Regions from separate parts of the Sus scrofa genome. Here region 1 is linked to region 2. The links are chromatin contacts, called in public HiChIP or PLAC-seq maps. All regions are on one chromosome and are shown on one strand. Each heading gives the region's core, a stretch centred on a gene start, on an enhancer-like site or on the middle of the called end of the contact. The rest is flanking DNA. Distances are from core to core; before and after follow the strand shown.

Region 1 (2,959 bases), core at 172-2,671, 240 kb before region 2:
TCAAAGAGAAACTATGAGGAAAACTGTTGGAATCCTGAAGAAGCAATTTATGGAATATTTCGCGTGGGTTACTGGGAAAGATTCGGGATACAAAAAAGAGGTTCTGGAAGAGGCTTGTGGAATATGAGAAGAGAATTCTCTGCAGATTTCAGGGCATCTCTGAAGGAGAATTTTGGTCTGAGGTAGTCATCAGGGGAAGATTTTAGGGAGGCGTGAGGGTCATCTCCAGGGCATTTCAGGGTGGTGGGATTTGGGGTACATGAGGAGGTCTTTAGAAGAAATTTTGGGGGTCTGTGGAAGGGTCCAAAGGTATGGATGACTTCTGGGATATGTGAGGGGGGGAGCGTAAATGGGAGGTGGATGTTGCGGAAACGCGGGGGTGGGGGGGGAAGTCACCGGACACGGGACCTCCAGGTGAGCTGTGGGGATCCAAGAGTCTCTGAGGAAGATTCTCAGGGGCTATCAAGGGCATTCTGGAGGATTCCAGGGGGGAGGGGCTCTGAGATTTTGGGGCTCTGAGTGGAAAATCTCCAAGGTGATTTCTGGTATGGGGGTAGGTGGGAGAGAAAATTCTTGGGATGTGTGAGAAGGAAATCTGGGGGAGATTGTTGGGACATGCTAAGTAGGTCGCTGGGGGAGATTTCTGGAATGTACGGGGTCTGGAGGGGATTTCGGGGAGTCTCTGAAAGAGATGTTTAGGGCTTATAAGGGAGGCTCCTAGAGACGATATATGACACATATTGTTGGTACATGAGTGGCTTCGGGGAAATATTTTTGGTCACGGGAGGAGGATGGGGGATCTGGGGCCACGGGGGGGGGGGTCCTCTGAGGAAGATTTTTGAGGCGTATGACGGGGTCTGGAGCAGACGTAGAAATACCAGAGGTGGTCTCTCGAGGTCTTTCGCCTCGTGGGAGGGGAATGGAGGAGTTGGGGCAGACTCCGGGGATCTGTGGGCGTGCCCGCCAGGGAGGTGTCGGAGGTAAACCTGGGGGGGTCACGAGAAAGGGCTGCGGGCCGGGCCCCCCGACCACCCCGAGGAGCGAGAATTTCGGAGAGAGCTCGAGAAGCGGCCTGTGCGGGCGACTCAGGAGACCGGTGTGGGGGATTCTCTCGAGGGCCGGGAGTCCCGAGGCCCGCACTCCGCGCCCGCCACCGCCCGGGGTCCCTGAGGGGGCGGGGCCGCCCGCGCGGCCTGGGGCGCCCCGAGGTGAGCCCCGCGCGCCCCGACCCGCCGCCGCCTCGCGTCCGCCCGGCCCTGCCGGCCACTCACCGCCTCGGCCTCTGCCGCCGCCGCCGCCGCCGTCCAGGCCTCCTCAGGCCGCCGCCACCGCCGTCGCCCCCTCTCCAGCCCGCGAGCTCCCCTCCCTCCTCCCGCACCGACCACCGCCGCCGCCGCCGCCGCCGCCGCCGTCGCGCTGCGTCACCGCGCCGTGCGTCACCGCCCCTGGCCCCGCCCAGGGACCGCAGCGCGCCCGCATTAGCTGATGCCAAGGTGATGAACAGCGCACCCACCAATGGGCGGCGAGGGCAGCCCGAAGGGCGGGAGGTGTGCGCGGAGAAAGGCGGGGTCGCGGTGGAGAGGGGGGCCACGGAGGTGGAACGAGGCCCACAAGACCCGCCCCCTGCTCTGTGGGATTGGTCGGCTGCGCGACTGACGGGCAGTCGGCTGGCGGGCGGGGAAGGGGCGGGGCGCGCGCGGCGTTGCTATGGGCAACGGGCCCGGCGGAGTCTGGGATTGGGCCTCCAGGCCCGCAGGGGGCAGTCTCGTGCCGGTCTACCTCACCGGCCGCGACATAAGTCACAATTCCTGATTCTGGCGTTCAAGGACTGGTGGCGCGTCCCGCCAGCGCACCCCGCCAGCGCTCCCTGCTCTAGGCCTGGGCCCGGTTGTGCCCTGACCCTCCAGGTTGCGGGTCGGCGCTCGGGCTGTAGGAGTCTCAGCTCTCTCACCAAACCCTTCTCTGCGTCTGTTGCCTTGTCTCTCAAATGGGATTAGGATCGAAAGAGACGATACATATATAAAGTGCTGGACACCAAGCAGACCATCAGTAAATGGGGGTTGTTGCTCTGACTGTTGTAACCTTTTTATTTCACACACTGTCCTGGACCGGTGTCAACTAACCAGAGTGGGGGCCCTCAGAAGGCTTCCAGGTGACCATGGTTGGTAGAGGAACTCAAAGAAATGTATTCGGAGTGGAAAGTAGAATTTAAGGCAAGGAGTGAAGGGAAATGAGTCACGGCCAGAACTTTGGCCACTTGAGAGAGTTGAGACTCGTCCCCAGGGCACTGAGAAGCCATGGCAGGGCTTCAAGCCAAGGAGAATCGGTGGGGGTTTGGAAAGGTGTTCCCGGCTTCTATATGGAGGATGGATTGGAGGGAATAGAACTGGAGCCATTAGTCCAGGGAAGCAGCTGTGGTGGGAGAGGGGCGTTTGCACTAGGGTGGGACTATGGGAAGGGAAGGGGGCATTGGTGGGAGGGATGGACGCCCAGGAGGCCCGTGAAGCTGCCCTGGGACTGGTTGGCCCCGGAGGGGGAGGGAGGGAGGAATCCAAGACAAGGCCTTCTGGCTGGAAAACTAGGGGGTTTGGGGGCCTTCCCTGAGAAGGAGACCCAGAGGAGAAGCAGGTTTGGAAGGTACTGAGCCCAGTGTGGGCCACCTAGCATTGGAGTCCAGGAGGCTGCATAACCCCTGGATCTAGTGCTTAAGAGAGGAATTGGGGTTGGAAATCAGGATTTGAGGATAAGCAAAGATGGTAATTAGGAGTTCCCACATGGCACAGTGGGCTAAGGATCCGGTATGGCTGCAGCTGTAATATAGGTTGCAGCTGCGGCTTGAATTCAATTCCTAACTGGGGAACTTCGATATGCTGCAGGTGTGGCAAAAAAAAAAAAAAAAAGATTGTTATTGAAGCTGTGGGAGTTAGTGACCTAGCTTGGGGAAGGTTTGGAAGGATGA
Region 2 (2,989 bases), core at 286-2,785:
TTGCTGTGGCTCTGGCGTAGGCCGCTGGCTACAGCTCCGATTGGACCCCTAGCCTGGGAACCTCCCTATGCCGCGGGAGCGCCCCAAAGAAATAGCAAAAAGACAAAAAAAACGAAAAAACAAAAAAAAAAAACCCAAAATGCTCGCATCTCACACTTTCCTCGCGATGGCGCTGTGGTGTCTTTCTGAGACTTTTTTTTTTTTTTTTTTTTTTTTTTTTGCCATTTCTAGGGCTCACTCAACGCCGGATTGTTAACTCACTGAGCAAGGGCAGGGACCAAACCCGCAACCTCATGGTTCCTAGTCGAATTCGTTAACCGCTGGGCCACGACGGGAATTCCTCTGAGACTTTTTCAATGGAGGGGACCTGGGAACTCCAGCTTAAAACCCTTTCATGGGAGTTACCGTTGTGGCGCAGCGGGTTACGAAACCCAACTAGTATCCGTGAGGATGAGGGTTAGATCCCTGGCCCCGCTCAGTGGGATAAGGAGCCCAGAGCTGTGGTGTAGGTCACAGTTGCTGCACGAATCCCACGTTGTGGTGGCTGTGGTGTAGGCCGGCAGTTGCAGCTCCCATTCGACCCCCTAGCCTGGAAACTTCCATATGCCTCAGGTGCGGCCCTAAAATGAAAAAAAAACAAAAAACAAAAACAAAAAACAGCGACCTCCCTAAGCGAGTGACTTGTATGTACCTCGTGCATACCTACCTCTAGGGGTCGGAGAGGTCTCCATGGGGTAATGCAAATAGAGCATTTAGCACAGTGCCCGGGATGAGTCTGGGACTGGCAAGGATCCCCTAGGATGTGGGAGGACTGTGGACCAGAAGACTGGCTCCGGGTTGTCTAAAGTCAATCGGAAAAAAGATATGAGAGCTCAAGGGCAGAGGTCCAGGGAGAAATGTGTTGTGGCCCCATGCTTACTGTGAACCTGGCACTAATTCCCTAGTTTGCAATTTAGGGGCGGGGACAGATACCTAACGTAGGAGCGCCCAGGTTGGCCGCAGAGAACGTGTGGCAAAGAAGTTCAATTTAAGAACAAGCCTGAGGCACTCCCCTGGGGACACAATGTAAATTCGAGAGCATCCCTGAGGACAGAAACTTCTCTCCAAGTGTTTCACACTAGGTCCGAGGGCGGAGTCACAGCACCGCCCTTTACCAGCAGTGGACAGATGGTGGGAGAGAGGTTTTGAACGGCGGAGGCGGCTTGTAGGCCGGTGGCCGGAATAAGAAGGGAAGACGGGGGCCGGGGGGGGAACAGCTAGGACCCTTCCCACGGCGAGGGGCTCCCGGAGAGGCGGAATTCGCCTATCGGAGGTGCCTGCGGTGAGCGCCAGGGCACCCAGGTCTCAGATCGCGGGACGCCTGGGCAGGTAGCCCCGCGCTCCGAGACGTTGCCTGTTGGAGGTGCAGCCTCTCGGAAGAGCCCGCCCGCAGACCTCGGAGCGCGGGGCCCGGGTCGCCGCCCCGCCCGCCTCGCGGCAGCTGGGCCCTCCCCCCGGCGCCTGCGGCCGCCCAGACCCCGCCCCTCCCTCCGTCCGGCTGCGCAGCCGCCCACCGGATCTCGCCGCCGCCCTCCACCCACCCGGAGAGGGCCGACCCGGGCAGCGCCCCCCGACTGCCTCGCGGAGCAGAGTGCGGAAGGGGATCCTGGCCCGCCGCCGCCGCCGCCGCCTCCGAGCGGGCCGCCAGGTGAGCGCCGGGACAGGTGGGGACCCAGGTCGGAATCCGTGTTCTGGCCCCACTCGCGGCTGGAGCGTCCCGGGAAGGATTTCCGCCCCAGGCCCGGCCTGGACGGGCGTGTCCCGGGAGTCCTGTGCCCCAGCGCCCCTTCCCGGGCCCGCCCTCCCTCGCCCCTCCGAGCCCACAGTTACACAAACGCGTGTTTTCGCACAGCAGGGGCTTTGCCAAAACCGGTCCTCTAGAGCCCTCGCCTCTCCGCCCGGCTACTGGTCCGCCGAGGCCACCATGAAATAAATTCCCCTCCCCAAAGTAGTGGACCAACACGTGTTCACTGCAGCGGGTGAAAGGCCAGACCACTCCTAACCAATCCTGGCTTTTGTTTTCCTCTGCCTGGCGGAAAATTCTGTGCATCAGCTTTAGAGCACCGAGTCTTGGTTTAGCAACTTGGGCACCTTTGGTGTGTTTTCACTGCTCCACCGAATTTAAATTTTGTTCTAAGTTATCTTTTGCAGTGTTCAGGGATATCTGTTAACGCACCGTATCTTGTTCCTTCAATTTGAGACAGCAGCTGTCTACCCTCTATTTTGAAAGACCGTAATATCACTAGCCTATTTTTTAAATAAATAATAAAACATTTTTTAAAAAAGTCCCGGGAAAGCAAAAACAAAAGACAAATTAGAACAGAGCTTTGCATGCAACAGCAGTGCTTTAAGCCTTGCGCCCTCCCCCGCAGCCAATTAAAAATTTTTGTAAGTACATTGCTTTTCACAAATGGCACAGTAACTTGTGACCCGTAGTGCATGGTTTTAAATCCTTTTCAGCTTTTTGTTCCTCCGGTGGTTACTTCCAAATCTTTGAAGAGAGTTCTTCCATTGTTATTTCTTAGTTTATCAACTTTTAGACTGTCTGCTAATCCTTTGCTGAAAAATAGATGGACAGCTTTCATCATCTCCGTGGTTTCCCTCCTTCCTGTATAATCACAGCATTCCTTTTAGTTTCTTTATGGGTAGTTTTGTTACATAAAATATTTTTTATAAATTTTTATTTCTTGTTCCATTAAATATATAATCTGTTATATATCTAAAATCTGTTTTATATGCGTGTGTGTATATGTATATATATAAAAATCTGTTGACTCCTTCGTAAGGCCTGACTTTAAAGTTTATTTATTTATTTATTTATTTTTATTTTTTTAGGGCCGCACCTGGGGCACATAGAGGTTTCCAGGCTAGGGGTCCAATTAAAGCTACAACTGCCGGGAGTTCCCGTCGTGGCGCAGTGGTTAACGAATCCGACTAGGAACCATGAGGT

The links. HiChIP or PLAC-seq counts read pairs in DNA pulled down with a chosen protein or histone mark.
Region 1: an H3K27ac HiChIP or PLAC-seq map of alveolar macrophages shows a contact between it and region 2. The contact joins the promoter of SAMD4B here to the promoter of FBXO17 in region 2. A contact is called at or near these places in 1 of 47 Hi-C or Micro-C datasets (fetal skeletal muscle) and 1 of 2 datasets of contacts at active chromatin or transcription factors (alveolar macrophages).

Annotation. Positions count from the first base shown.
Region 1 is chr6:48,001,188-48,004,146 of Sscrofa11.1, reverse strand. SAMD4B (protein Smaug homolog 2) reads right to left here and starts at 1,421. Exons shown (of 13, transcript XM_021094367.1): 1 at 1,272-1,421.
Region 2 is chr6:47,758,192-47,761,180 of Sscrofa11.1, reverse strand. It overlaps FBXO17 (F-box only protein 17), which reads left to right and starts at 1,535. Exons shown (of 7, transcript XM_021094357.1): 1 at 1,535-1,687.